Regions from separate parts of the Sus scrofa genome. Here region 1 is linked to region 2. Evidence: chromatin contacts called from public promoter capture Hi-C data. All regions are on one chromosome and are shown on one strand. The core of a region is the stretch at or near the end of the contact, and the rest is flanking DNA. Distances in the headings are between cores, read along the strand shown.

The links. Promoter capture Hi-C pulls out the DNA fragments that hold promoters and counts their contacts.
Region 1: a contact with region 2 is called in a promoter capture Hi-C map of liver, with 7 times the contacts expected there. The contact joins two enhancer-like sites. A contact is called at or near these places in 1 of 5 promoter capture datasets (liver), 9 of 47 Hi-C or Micro-C datasets (blood, embryonic fibroblasts, fetal heart ventricle and 3 more) and 2 of 2 datasets of contacts at active chromatin or transcription factors (alveolar macrophages and skeletal muscle).

The regions. Positions count from the first base shown.
Region 1 is chr16:5,907,853-5,914,976 of Sscrofa11.1, forward strand. It overlaps MYO10 (unconventional myosin-X), which reads right to left. Exons shown (of 41, transcript XM_005672397.3): 37 at 6,706-6,842; 38 at 5,756-5,876; 39 at 4,369-4,821; 40 at 2,355-2,546; 41 at 1-747. The coding sequence ends at 646. Among named protein-coding and RNA genes, the nearest start is that of RETREG1, 32 kb to the left of the region's middle. Within about 2 kb of position 3,274, at least 1 of the 83 cell types and tissues checked has an H3K27ac peak or open chromatin away from gene starts, as enhancers often do. A contact at or near this core is called in liver, where this site is marked.
Region 2 is chr16:5,766,488-5,773,849 of Sscrofa11.1, forward strand. The region is part of intron 3 of RETREG1 (reticulophagy receptor FAM134B); the gene reads right to left. Among named protein-coding and RNA genes, the nearest start is that of ZNF622, 55 kb to the left of the region's middle. Within about 2 kb of position 3,279, at least 13 of the 83 cell types and tissues checked have an H3K27ac peak or open chromatin away from gene starts, as enhancers often do. A contact at or near this core is called in liver, where this site is marked.

The sequences.
Region 1 (7,124 bases), core at 2,024-4,523, 140 kb after region 2:
TTAGTGCTCCTGGAACAATGATGAAAGTGATGGGTTTGTTTATGAACACATGCATGCTTGGGCAAGCACACAGACTTCAAAGATGAAACAAAGAGAAAAAGTTAATTCACGTCAGCGAGGAAGGCTGCCAGCAGCGCTCCAACTAAAACAGACTGTCCCTTCACTCTCCCTCCGTTCCCCTCCCAACTCCCTCACCTTCCCTCCAAGGGGAAATCAGGCTGGGAGGTTAGTGCAGAATTGATGGATCAGCCGCCCCCCCCACTCCCTTCCAACCTTAGGAAGTCTCTCCTGAAAGGGGGGGGCCCAGCATGTCCCTTCAGTAGCACAGTTAAGGTGGATTCATGTAGGTTCCACAAGTTAAGGCACTTCTGGCTGCTTTGGTGGCAGCGTGGGTATCATTTCCTCTCTTGTTAAGGCATGTGTCATCTAAGTGAAGTAAAGCTTTGGAAACTGGGTTAAGCTTGACAGCTGGATACGCGATCACTGGAGTGGACGGGGCGTAAGGTCCCCCGAGACACCCTCCTCCGATGAGGGTCTTCCAGAAAGCCCGGGCGGCCCTGCTTCGGGCTCCAGGCACGGGAGCCGGTTGGGGCTGCAGCGGGTGGTGCGTGCAGATGCCGCATTCACGGGGACTCCCAGCCACCTTCACCTGGAGCTGCCCTGACTGCTCACGGAGCGCGAGGTGCTGTAGCGCTTCTTCACGATCATGCTGATGTAGGCTTTCATCAGCTTGGCTACGTCCACCACCTGCCGGGGAGCAGAATTGGTACAGGGTCATCAGCCTCCATGGGGTCAGGGGGCCCGGGATAATGACCAGGCACGGCAGTCTCTGCCCAGCAAGGGCAAACGGGGGCCATCCTTCCAGCAAAAGCCAGGGGCCTGCTGTGAGAATCCACGGACTCCACAGCGCAGGCTGCGTATGCGGCCCAAAGTTGATCCGCTTTTCCCTATTCCTACGCCGGAAGAAGGGCACTCGCTGTCTTTCCCAATACAACGCGCGCCACCTGGTGGTTGCCCGGCATAATTGTCACATTTTGCAGGTAAAATAAAGCCCCCACGGGATGACACAAGTGTGCTGCCGTGATTATGGCGGGGGTCACTGTCCCCACTTAAAAGGGGAAACGACAGCGCCCACAATCACAGCTTTTAAAGATTGGTCAACTCCTCACGGTGACTCTGGACACAGAAATGAGACTTGAGGGCCTGGCAGAGCTATTTGCCGTTCTGCTTCCTGCCAGCTCCAAGCTTGCAGTAGTTATTTCAGATGATGCGTTCACTGTCACCCCTTCTGGCCTGTCCCTCCTGATGGCCTGCATCCTTGTGAAGATACCCCTACTGACTTCCATTTTTCCCTGTTCTCTCTTGGACTCCAATCTCATCCCACATCTCTGTAAAAGCACTGTTATTGTTACATATCATGCCCAAAGATCCTATGGCAGTTCCCTATTGTCTATGCAATGGACCAAACCCTGCAGCCTGCTCCGGAGACCCTCCAGTGGGAGGCCCCCATCTTGTTTCAGCTCCATGACACCTCCTGCACCACATCCTTGTCCAATCACCGTCTCCCAGCATATCCTCCCCATCACTTAAACCAACAGCCGAATGGGCAGCATGTGATTCGTGCCCATTTCCAATCTTGAGGTGTTAGCAGCTCCCTGTGCAGAGACCCCAGTGGGCTTCTTGTATTATCATCACTATTACCGCCATATTTTAAGCTCTGGAACAGGATGGCATACATACATAGAGGGGTGTTTTGTTTGTTTTTCTTTTTATGGCCACACCTGTGGCATATAAAGTTCCCAGGCGAGAGGTTGAATTGGAGCTGCAGCTGCCAGTCTATACCACAGCAACACAGGATCCAAGCCTCATCTGTGACCTACATCACAGCGCACAGCAATTCTGGATCCTTTAACCCATTGAGGGAGGCCAGGGATCAAACCTGCATCCTCATGGATACTAGTCAGGTTCTTAACCTGCTGAGCCACAAGAGCAGCTCCCAAAGAGATAGGTCTTTTTTGCAATTTTTTTTTTTTTTTTTTTTTGCTGGCTAGAATCAGCTCTGTCCAGAATGGTCTGCCCCTTGCTCCCTCCTGCTCTGTGGACATGGCCGGATCCAAGTTCCCCCAGATGCCATCCACTGTCACATCATCTAGTAATTCTGCCAAATGATACCGAAGAAATTTGGGGCTGTCCGATTTTTGGCCCGTGAGAAGCCTGCAGCTGGGGAGGGACCACCAGACTGTACCTTCCTATGTCTTAAAGCAAAATATCCAAATAAAATTTGTCAAATTTTAGGAAACGGGGTGTTGCTTTTTTATTTTGCCAAGGCCACAGATGAAAGATTCGCCTCTTACCTCACTGGTTTCAAAGAGCAGCTCCCTCTCATCGACGACAATCTTGTATGTGTTGGCGAGGGGGGCCCCAAAGGAGAGGATGTGCTCGTATTGGAAGACTTCCAACGGCCTCCCCTCCCCACGCTTGTAGACGGAGACAGCGTCCGCGCTGACGCCCAGCCAGAGGTCCTGGGGAAAGCCGCCTTCCTTGCACTGGTGGGCGAGAGTCAGTGCAAGGGTTGTTAGGTCATCAACGTTAGAAACAGAAACAAGAGAGGCTCTAAGTCAAGGACACTGCACGGACTATTAAACACATTCAACGTGTCTTCGTGCCTGGGGGGGAAGTGAAATACAGCTGTCCTGAGTGATTTCTGACTGGCTGATCCCGTGCATTTGGGGAACCCTCACTGGTAAATCCAACATCTGGCCTGCATGCCCCACATCTCAACATCATTACCTGATGTTGTAACAGCCACCTGAATCAGTAGCGTGGAGTTGGCAGTAGCTGCGGAAATTGACAAGGAGCCCCCCAGCAAATCAAGCAGCCTGAGCCAGGGCTACCCTCTTCTATCTCTAGTTCTGCCTCCATTCCTATTTTCTTTTTCTTTTTACGGCCTCACCTGCGGCATACGGAAGTTCTCAGGGTCGAATCGGAGCTGCAGCTGCCAGCCTACACCACAGCCATAGCAATGCCAGCATCTGCAACCTACGCCGCAACTTAACCACTGAGTGAGGCCAGGGAATCAAACCCGAATCCTCATGGACACCATGTCATGTCCTTAACCTGCTGAGCCACACTGGGAACTCCAAGATGATAATTTTTCAAATAAAACAATCTAGGATCCCATAGGGAAATTCCCCAAATTTGTGCTGGGCAGTTTTGGCTTCTCTTATTAAACAACACAGGACAAGGAGCAGCAATGACCAGTTGTGTGCACAGTGACTGATCTAACTTGTTTAACAACAGACTTTCTTGCACAATCAGCAGTGGAAAATAAGAGCCAGGACTTGTACTTAAAAACAAATGTAACTGAATCAACCCACAGAAAGACAGCATCCAATGAAAAGTCATGAAAGGATCCTGGAACAGATGCTCAAGAATTACATTTTTATAGCGCCTCATTTAAAAGTCATGAAATAACATGCTGATTGACTATGATCACAAGGAAAACAGACAGGGGTTGTGGCCAACTTAGTGGTTTAAGGGTAAATATTTTAGGTTTTGTGGTCTCTGTCACAGCTATTTAACCCTGCCATTTTAGCGTGAAAGCTGCCTGAGAAAAATACATAAAGGAATGAGCATTGCTGTGTTCCAATAAAACTTTATTTACAAAAAGAAGGCAGGCAGGATCTGGCCACTGGGCAGTTTGCCAAGCCTTGATCTAGATCAGTAATAAGGTTTTCTTTCAATAAATGGTTTACGTTTTAAAAAAAGGATATGAATCCGTACTAGGTTGACGTGAATTTTAGCCAAATTCCAACTGTGTAACAGAAATTCCTCCCTACCAACAGTCATGGGAAAAAATAAAAATCCAAGTCTATCCCAAATTTCTAATTTTATGTACAAAGTCCCAAAAAACTTTAAAAAATTAATGTAGATTTTTACCAGCACTTTTTAACTGGATCTATAGCTTGAATAACATGGAGTTGGAAGTTACTTAAGAATAAGTGGCATCTTGTCAGCTCCCTGGTGGTCTAGCAGTTAGGATGCAGCACTTTCTCTGCTGCAGCCCAGGTTCAATCCCTGGTCTGGGACCTGAGATCCAACATCAAGCTGCTGCACATTGCAGCCAAAAAAAAAAAAGAGTGACATTTAAATTTTCTGGTCGCTTCCAATATTAAGAAAGTATTTACTATAAAGGAGGACATACACCTTGGGTAGGTGGTGGGGGTGTTAAGGGTAAAATGTCAGGGGCTCTAATAGAAGAGGGTAAGACAGTCCAATGTTGGGCCTGGTCTGCCCTCCCTATGAACTTGACCACGGTCACACTGACTCAGGTGCAACCTGGGCCAGGAAGCAGCAGCCAGCTCTTACCTCCACATCAAAGAGCGTCGACCCGTACCCAGGCCACTCCTTGATCAAGGCCATGTACTTGGCCATGGCCTGTTCCTGGCTCATCCCCTGAAACTTCTTCCACTTGTCCATGATGCTGGCTCGTGCCGAGGACACCTCCTCCTTGACCCACATGTCCAGCATTTGCTCCTCCTCCACCTTCTGGCGCACGGCGGCCCCTGTCCGGAAGCTCCGCCGCAGCGTCCCCTCCAAGAAGCTTGTGCGCCTCTTCTCCAGCCTCTCGCTGGGTGTGAAGCTCTTAGTGGACTGGCTAATGCGGGCCTTGAGCCTCTGCAGCGAGTAGACCTCCTCGAGAGGCGGGACGGTGGCGTGCAGTGTGTAATCCCCCTGCAGGTACTGTAGCCGCAAGGCAGCCAGCACCTGCAGGTTCTCCTCGGGGGCTGGGTAATGGCCGCGGATGACGGCTTCGTGGGCCTGCAAGCAGGTGGGCGAGAGCTTTAGGGGCGCGGAGGGATGCTTGGCCAGCTTGCTCCCTTGGCCACTTGTGCCTAAGCCACCTTCTCAAATGCCACCTTCCCTAGAAATTGTACCCTGACCCCCCCCCCAACCTTTGCTGTTTTAAATCCCTCCCTGGCACGGATACCACTGAACACATGTACTTTATTTCTTACTGTCTCTCCCCTCAACTAGAACAGTTCCTGGTATAGGAGTTCAAATAATAAGTGTAGAATTTCATTCTACAACTGAATGAAAGAGCAGCTGACCCTGTCCATGCTGGGAAGTCCACTGCCACGTGTGATGTCTTGCCCTTTTTAAAAATTAAAAAAATTTTTTTTATTAAAGAGATGCTGCACTTCCATGTTTACTGTAGTTCATAACAGCCAAGATATGGAAACCAGCTAAGTGTCTATTAACAGATGAAAGGATAAAAGCATACATACACACACAATGGACTACTACTCGGCCTTGAGAAAAAAAGGAAATCTGTCATTACGAATATTGTATAATATCCCTTACATGGGGAATCTAAAAAACCAAACAAAGCGAAAAACTGAACTGGAGAAAACAAGAATTAAATAATGGTTACCAAAGGCTGGGGGTGTGGTGAAGGGATGGAAGAGAGGCTGTTTTTTTAGGGTACATGCTTGCAACGAGTAGGTAAAGAAATTCCTGGAGATCCCATATAAAGTGCAGGAATTAGAGACCACAAAGCTGTACCATGTATAAACCTTAAACCTGCAAAAAACACTAGACCTTCACTGTTCCCCTCACTAGAACAAATACAACTCTGCGCCTCGTGTGATTTCTAAGGACAGGCAGCTCATGTCCGCACAGGGAGGATGGCGCGTGGTCTATGGATGGGTTTCACCCTCGCTCGCCTGCAAAGGAACCAGAGAGCTCCATTTACCTGTTCGAACATAAATGCAAATTCCACGCTGTCTTTCGGCACGTTGTCTGTGTCCAGGAAGCAGTAGAGTTTAAAGTAGAACTTCCAGGGCTGGTCACCCACGTCTGATGTGGCAGCCAGCCTACAGACAGAAGTTGAGAGAGACTCAGAAAGCAAAGCAAGAAACGGGCCAGGGGTGGCCCACAGGTGTATTCTCTGTAACAATTCAGACACCCTGTGCTCAGACAGAGAGGGAGGAGATGGGGGCGGAGGGAGAGAAAATATAGCCGGATTGACACTCCTTGGAGCTCCCCGCTGATTTTGTTTACCCAGAGGCCAAAAAAAAGCTTTTGTCCTGGTTTCACTTGAAGACAGCAAACAGGCAGCCTTCAGTTAACCTGAGCTAACAAGTATTTCTGAATGTCCCAGTCTGGTTAGCCCCAGCTAAGCATTATGCTGAATCCAGAGGAAAAAAGGAAATAAAGCCTCTTTCTTCATTCCCTCTAACAACTCTCAAGCTATAAAAAAATATTAAGAAAAATGGACAAGAACATCAGGGAGGCTGTGTTTACACCAGGGAGTATCTTTTGTGTTACTTGGGGGGTCTGAATGTTGTAGATAAAAAATGGGGTTTGAAGAATTAATAAATTGGCTTCTACCTACTTGCCTGGCTTCAAAGCCAATGAAAAGTAAAATCTAAGAATCAGAAAATTCCAAGATAAAGAGTACACCAGGGGACGGAGAGAGAGAATGGGTCAGAGGAACAATGATGGGGTGAACGATATTTGAGGAAGAGACTTGATATATCTAGGAACCAAGGGGAACAGGCTAACAGAGGTCGCGTGTGAATTAAATATGCTTCAACACAAGGTGAGATGCACGCTGAGGCCGAAACTCAATAGACGTTCAAGCCCTCCTGCTCTACATTTCTTTTCTCAGATCTGCTGACATTTCTGGTAGAAGGAACTTACTTTTCAAACTTTGCCAACACATCCGCTACGATGGTACGGCTTTCGATGGCTTTGTCGACCTGTCCATTGTACTCAAAGAGCGCGAACATGTTTCTGCTGTCCTCCATGGCCAGGCCTCGGATCAGCTTCTCCACAACCTGGAAAACATGAGGTCTTCAGCCTCTGAAGCTGGGGTTTCACAAAGCGCCTTGTCAGAGCCCAGACGGAGCTGCAGGCAAAAGTGAGGGTCCAGGCAGCCTCCTAACACTGCCGTGTGTGGTTACCCAGCATTTCGGAGGTGCTATTTTAGGAGTTTCCTGGTGGTGCAGAGGGTCAAGACCAGGTATTGTCACTGCTGTGGCACAGGTTCAATCCCTGGCCGGGGAACTTCTGCATGCCATGGGTGCAGCCAAAAAAACCAAACCAAAACAACCAAACCA
Region 2 (7,362 bases), core at 2,029-4,528:
TGAGAATTTGGGTTTGATCCCTGGCCTCACTCAGTGGGTTACGGATCCAGTGCTGCTGCAAGCTGCAGTATAGGCCACAGATGTGGCTCGGATCCTGTGCTGCTGGGCTGTGGCGTAGGCTGACAGCTGCAGCTTGGATTCGACTCCTAGCCTGGGAACTTCCATATCCATAGGTGTGGCCAGAAAAAGAAAAAAAAGTACATAGGAAACAAGGGATAAAATAAAGACCTCAGGGAGCACAGCCTGTTAGTCCACTGGATGTATTTGTACAAAATAGTGAATTTTCTCCAGAAGACACAGCCCCACACGAGGGCCCAGGGCTTGGGGTCAGAGCCTGGGATGGGCAGAGGCAGCCCCCGACGAGCTCCCTCAGCTGGGTGCCCTGTACACAGCTGCTGCAGCCAGGGCAGGTAGTGACCCTACGAAGGAATGAGGCTAAGACGCCTGATGGGAGAGAAAATAAGAAAGCGCAGGGGAGGAAGGGTGCCCAGAGGTGCATCCGGAAGGTCGTGCACATGATCCAGACACAAGCTGTAACTTTACCTCGGCGTGGCTAAATCAGAAGGTTCACAGTGCCCATCAGATTAAAGCCAGGAGTTCCTGTTGTGGTGCAGTGGAAATGAATCCAACCAGTATCCATGAGGACTCGAGTTCAATCCCTAGCCTCACTCAGCCGGTCAGGGATCTGGCATTGCTGTGGCTGTGGCGTAGGCTGGCAGCTACAGCTCCTAGCCTGGGAACCTCCATGTGCCGCGTGTGAGGCCCTAAAAAAGGACAAAAGGAAAAAAACAAAAAACAAAAAAACCGCAGCAGACCAATCAGACAGAAGATAACTTGTGCCCTGAGCGCCCCTCCTGCGGGTCCTCAGCTCACTGTCCAACACAGTGGGCAGACATCCTTGTTCCCCCAAGAAGTGGTAACTCCTTTCACCAACACAGGTCACTGGTAGCAACCCAGGCTCACCTGGTTAAGTCACTTCCAGGAAGGATCAAAACGGTGCAAACCGAACATACGCCCCTTGTAGCCCTACCAAACAGACCAGCCAGATCAAACCACCCAGGAGTGCACCGTTTCGTATACACTCGCGGCTGAGACCACCCTCGAGAGAGACTGCATGGAGTGCAGATGCTGAATACCCTCTGGAGAGATCACAACCGGCAGTCAGGACAGTCACAACCGACAGACCACAGACGGCTGAGGTGCTTCCACGCAAAAGTGACCTATTCTGTGTGGCGTAAGCAAATGTATAACTTATGTTAAGCATTATTCCCTATTTTTTGAGGACTTACAATGAGCCACTCATCAAGCTCAGTATTTAGTGTGGGTTACCACATTTAATCTGTAATACAAACCTATAAAGGAAATGTTACTATCCCCATTTTATTGATAACAAGATGAAATTCAGAGAGGCCAACCAGCTAGTCAATGGGAAGGCGGGGATTGGCAGCCAGGATTGGAAATGACTTTGCATCCTTCCACAGACCACGTCTGCAGTCACACGACAGAAGAGTTAAAACAGTTAAAACAGTTAAGTGTTTATGCCTGAAGATGTGAGCTGCAACTCACTAGGAAGTTATTCTATATAAATAAGTATATTCATCAAGAGACCAGACCTTTGGAGCATCCCTCTGTTAGGAAGAGATGCCACTGAGCAGCAATTTTTTCAAGAGCAGGGAGAGGGGAGTTCCCGTCGTGGCGCAGTGGTTAACGAATCCAACTAGGAACCATGAGGTTGCGGGTTCAATCCCTGCCCTTGCTCAGTGGGTTAAGGATCCGGCGTTGCCGTGAGCTGTGGTGTAGGTTGCAGACGCGGCTCGGATCCTGCGTTGCTGTGGCTCTGGCGTAGGCCGGTGGCTACGACTCCGATTTGACCCCTAGCCTGGGAACCTCCATATGCCGCGGGAGCGGCCCAAGAAATAGCTAAAAAGACACAAAAAAAAAACAAACCAAAAAAAAACAAAAAAAAAAGAGCAGGGAGAGGGAGCCAGAGGGTAAGTTTTACCACAGACAGACAATCTCTGTGGGAAAAGAATCTTTGAGAAAGGATGGTATGTGTATAGACTGGGTCACTTTGTTGTTCAGCAGAAATTATCACAACTTATAAATTAACTACACTTCAATAAAACTTTTTAAAAAATGATAACTGAAAAAAATTTATAAAAATAAGTAGCCAGTAAATACTTCTTTCTCCGGATAATAGTCTTAAAGCCCCCAAACTCACTGTCTTTTTTTTTTTTTTTTTTTTTTTTGTCTTTTTAGGACCGCACCTGTAGCATATGCAAGTTTCCAGGCTAGGGATTAAATTGGAGCTGCAGCTGCCAGCCTACACCAGAGCCACAGCAATGCGGGATCCTAGCCAAGTCTGCGACCTACACCAAGTACAATACAAGTACAATACATTTCTTCTTTATGTTCATTTTCCTCTATACTATTTCTATTTCCCTAAAGGGACAGTCATAACATCTCAGTGGGCAAACACCGCTGTGCATGAGATTTGAGCATGATAATGGGAGAAAAAAGAATGTATACATGTATGTGTAACTGGGTCACCATGCTGTACAGTAGAAAAAAAACTGTATTGAGGAAATAACAATTAAAAAAAAGGGATCTGCCCCTCAGGTAAGTCTGTCCCCTCACATGCCTTCTGTGGGACTCAGATTTCCACAGTGAGGAGAAACCCTGGAGCTCTAGACGCATGGGCTCTACACCATGTGCCCATGAAGGAACAAAAGGCCAGAAGTAAGGACAGCCTGCAGGAGTGAGCCAGCTCCCTGTCAGGGACAACTTCTCTTGGCAGCCCCAGGACAGACCTTTCCACGGCCCACCCACACGGCAGCTGCAGCCCATCTTCGGGTCTGAAAACAAATCTTCATCACATTTTAGGGATGGCAAAGTGACCCCCTGTTGATAAAACAGAAATGAGCTTTGGAGTTCCCACTGTGGTTCAGCAGGTTACAAACCCAACTAGTGTCCATGAGGATGGTGGGTTCAATCCCTGGCCCCACTCAGTGGGTTAGGGATCCAGTATTGCTGTGGCTGTGGCGTAGACCAACAGTTGCAGCTCTGATCCCACCCCTAGCCTGGGAACTTCCATATGCCGTGGGTGCAGCCCTTAAAAAAAAGAAAAAAGAAAAAAGCCTTTAACAAGGCTTCATCACTGGAAGCTTCTGGGGAACCGCATGGGTTTGGGAAGAATGTTGCTTGTTAACTGGTCGTTAAACTATCTCACGCTGAACAAACTCTCTTGCGACAAGGACAGACTGCGTTGTTCTCTGTGTTCTCAGTCAAATTGCAAATATCAGCCCAGCTGGGTCAGAGTAGGATTTTAAAAGTGGTAAACACTGTCTATGCCAGAGAGATATTTTCCACGACTGTATTAGAGGGGAGAAGAAAAATAAATCATTTGTGCCTTCGACGAAGCTTTCTTGAACGCCTAGAAGGCCCTGGGGATGTATAAGGGAAGACAATGGAGCACACTTAACCTCTGTGTGAACTGCATTTATTCACTTCACCTCTCTGCCTATTTGAAAACCAACAGCAGCGTAAGGACTCTCTCTGGCAGGCATATGAAGGCTGAAATACGCCCTCTGGTGGGACTCAACCGATGGTACAGGCACACAAAGCGTGAGCCTGGGCGTTCGGGTCAGACTTCATGATGCTTTTCTTAGCCTCACTTTGTATTTTAGAGAAATAGTATTAGCACAGCATAGACTTCATGAGGGAAAATTAAACCTATAAAATTAATTTAAAATTAATATTAAAAATTAAAATGAATTAACATTATAAGATGAGCCAACCTGAATTATCAAAACATCTGAATTAAAGAATATATTTAAAAACAACTTCTTTTAAACCTTCCAAGACCAAAATTCCATGTGCTTGCTAATGCCATTTCCAAACACTCAAGAGGCCACTGTGTGTTTGAAAAGCTTTGGTTTTCTTAAGCACAATAACCCTTCATATATCCAGAACCCAAATATATGGCAATTTCTCCACTCCAGAGCAGAGTAGGTCTAATGTGCAAATAGCAGAGATTGCTATAACAAGAGTTAACAGTTTTAGAGGCTGAGTAGCCTTTTTCAAACTTTTGAGTCTTTACTATGTTATATGAGACCTCAAATAACAAGTTCAGAGAGTTTGGTGTTAACAGCCAACATTTTGCCTCTTAAATGCCAAACCTGCACACTGTCCTCAGTAATAGTCTACTTACTAGTTGAGCATTAGATCTGGGTGCAACACAAGCAGATGTTACTGAACAATCTGGAAAGAAGTTGCTCTCTGTGATTTTCTTTCTTTCTTTTCTTTTCCTTTTTTTTTTTTTTTTTTTTTTTTTTGCCATTTCTTTCTTTCTTTCTTTTGCTTTTTAAGTCCACACCTGTGGCATATGGAAGTTCCCAAGCCAGGGGCTGAATTGGAGCTACAGCTGCCTGCCTACACCACAGCCACAGCAACGCAGGATCCAAGCCATGTCTGCGACCTACACTGCAACTCACAGCAACCCTTAATCCACTGAGCGAGGTCAGGGATCAAACCCGCACCCTCATGGAGACGAAATGGGTTCATAACCCGCTGAGCCACAACAGGAACTCCACTCTGCGATTTTCAAGGGGCCATCCCACCAGGGCTCCTTCTCCTGTCCCCTGAGTAGCAGGATGCCATGTCACCCTTATTCACTGTGGACTTCTGAGACACTTGTTCCCCCAAATCCACACTGAGCATGTTCCACCCTCAGGGCCCATATCACTGGGCCTGACCTGCCTGAAGTTGTTCTGGTCTTGCAGAAGGCAAAGCCCCTGATGTGAGTCCAGGCACCTAGGGCAGGTCTGCACCACCATGCACTGAACCCAGGTCCTTGTCACCTGACATGTGACCCCAAACAACTCTGCAACTTCCAATGTGCTAGCTTTTGCCCTTGGATTTTCTTCTCTCTCTTTTTTTTAAAAATTTTTATTATAGTTGATTTACCACGTTCTGTCAATTTCTGCTGTACAACAAAGTGACCCAGTCATACCTACACATCCATACTTGTCCTTGGATTTTCTTGATGTGTCATCTATACCGACTTCTGTATCACATATCCAGCTAATTCCCAACTTACACACTCAGTTACATTCCAAAAGTTGGCATTTTTACACCTCAGAATCCGGGTTTCCATGAAAAGTTATAAACAGTGCCAAGGTCCTCTGGCCAATTCACAAAAGCGTATCTTACCTCAAAATGTCTCTCAAGAATTCACGTGGCCCCACAGGCCCCAGTCCCTTGCCTCAAACCCTCTCCTAACTTCTCACACCTCGAATAACATCCAACTGCCTACTGTGGCCTAAGAAGTGCTGTCCTCTTTCCTACTCACTTTTCCCGCCTTTCTGCTCCTTATAGGTATCAGCCGATACCCTCTCGGAATCTCTGCCCAAGCTGGGGCCCCCTCTGGAATCTGTTCTCCTTATGCCCTCCCGTGACCGGCGCCTTCAAATCTCAACTCCAAGGGCACTTCCTTAGAGAGGCCTTTTTAACTTCCTCCATCCCACACACCAACCAGGTCATCTCCCACACTGCCATTCTTATTTTTTCAGCTCTCATTATCATAAAGACTGGTTTACTTGTTTTTTAATGTAAGTGTTAAAAAAAAATTCTCCCCCATTCAGACTGTGCTCCATGAAAACAGGGGCCCAGCCCATCACCCTGTCACCTGCAGAGCAACTGTCTTGGATGCACCTTGAAAAAAAACAAACAAACAATAACCCAGTGGGTGCCTGGCCACGATTATCTCGTGTGGAAGGGCTTCTGAGATTAGACACTTTCAGAGCTCAGTCTGGGTGGCCTAGGGTCCCTTCAAGGCGGCTGGAATAGGCAGTGTGTCACCTGTCCACACCCCTCCACTCAGGTGACTGAAGACACCCAGGGCCCGCCCGCTGCCTCCAGGTGGAGCCCCAAATGGGGTGGGAGGTGGGATAAGGAGCTGCAGGGAGCCAGGTCCCTGGCCAGGGGATGCTCTTCCCGGTATTTTTCGATCCTGTCTGCTTCCCCGGTCACTGTCCTCGCTTCCTTCCTTCTTCTTTGGCCCTGGAGGCTTCCTCCTTGGGTTTCTGCCTTCCCTCCCCAGCGTCAGAACGCCGTTCTTTCACACCCTCCCCCGCACTTCCTGACCTTGAATCTGGCACAGAGTCTTGGAGGTTCTTAACCAAGAGGGTTTGTTACTGGCACCAAGATAAACAGCGAGGAGAGGGGTCTCTCCTCCGCCTCCCCCCACCCCCCTACCCCAAGCAGTTGTGTTCAGGTCGTCTGTGAAGTGGCTGAAATGGTACATCAGGGCCACTGGACCAGGGCGCATGAAGCCATCAGGGCATGGGGGCCCTAAGCCCACATCTGGAGACCCTAGTGAAGCGCCCCTCATTTGCTTTCCACTGATTAAATTCGGATTTAGCTCACTGCCGGTTACAGATCTAATGCAGATCAGCAAATTCCAGACTGGGACCAAAGTAACCTGAAGAAGACTGAACGTGAGACTCGCACAGAACCAGCTGCAATCGGGCTCCAACAACGCATTTTGAAAGCAGATATGAGACTTTTAACAGTTATTTCTCTTCTAGGTGTGGCACCAAAGGACCTGTCCAATGGCTTCTTTTTTTTTTTTCCTTTTGCTTTTTAGGGCCGCACTCGTGGCATATGGAGGTTCCCAGGCTAGGGGTCAAATCAGAGCTGCTGCTGCCAGCCTATACCAGAGCCACAGCATTGTTAAATCCGAGCCGTGTCTGTGACCTACACCACTGCTCGTGGCAATGCCAGATCCGTAATCCACTGAGCAAGGCCAGGGATCAAACCCACAATCTCATGGTTCCTAGTTGGATTCGTTTCCACTGCACCACGATGGGAACTACCCATTGGCATTTAGTCTCAGATTCGGCAAGAGCAAAATTCCCTCTCCTGTGGGATATTTTACTTCTGGCCTGGCTCTAAACATTCCTCCTGTCTGGGGCACCCTTTCTAACTTTCTGCACAGTTACAGGAAAAACAAGCAAATATACTTAAGTAAAGTATATTTTATCAAAAAAACACCAACTGTTGAGAGCTGGGAGTTATCAGAATAGAAAAATATGGGCAGAAAAAAGAGGAAGGAATTAAAAAAAAGATGCAGGAATAAGCACATTGTGGAAGATCATGCTGAGTTCATCAATTGCTTCCGTGGTGTTTCCTTCCTTGAGGTGGGTCCTGGGTATGGAAGTGTCCACTGTGGGTTCTCCATCACTTCCAGAATACATATAATCAAAAACAGAATGTTCATGTAAGATAAAAAGGAACAGAAGTTTTAAATTTGAATCCCTATTGCCTAGTTTTAGCTTAAACAAACTTGAGAAAAATCACCTA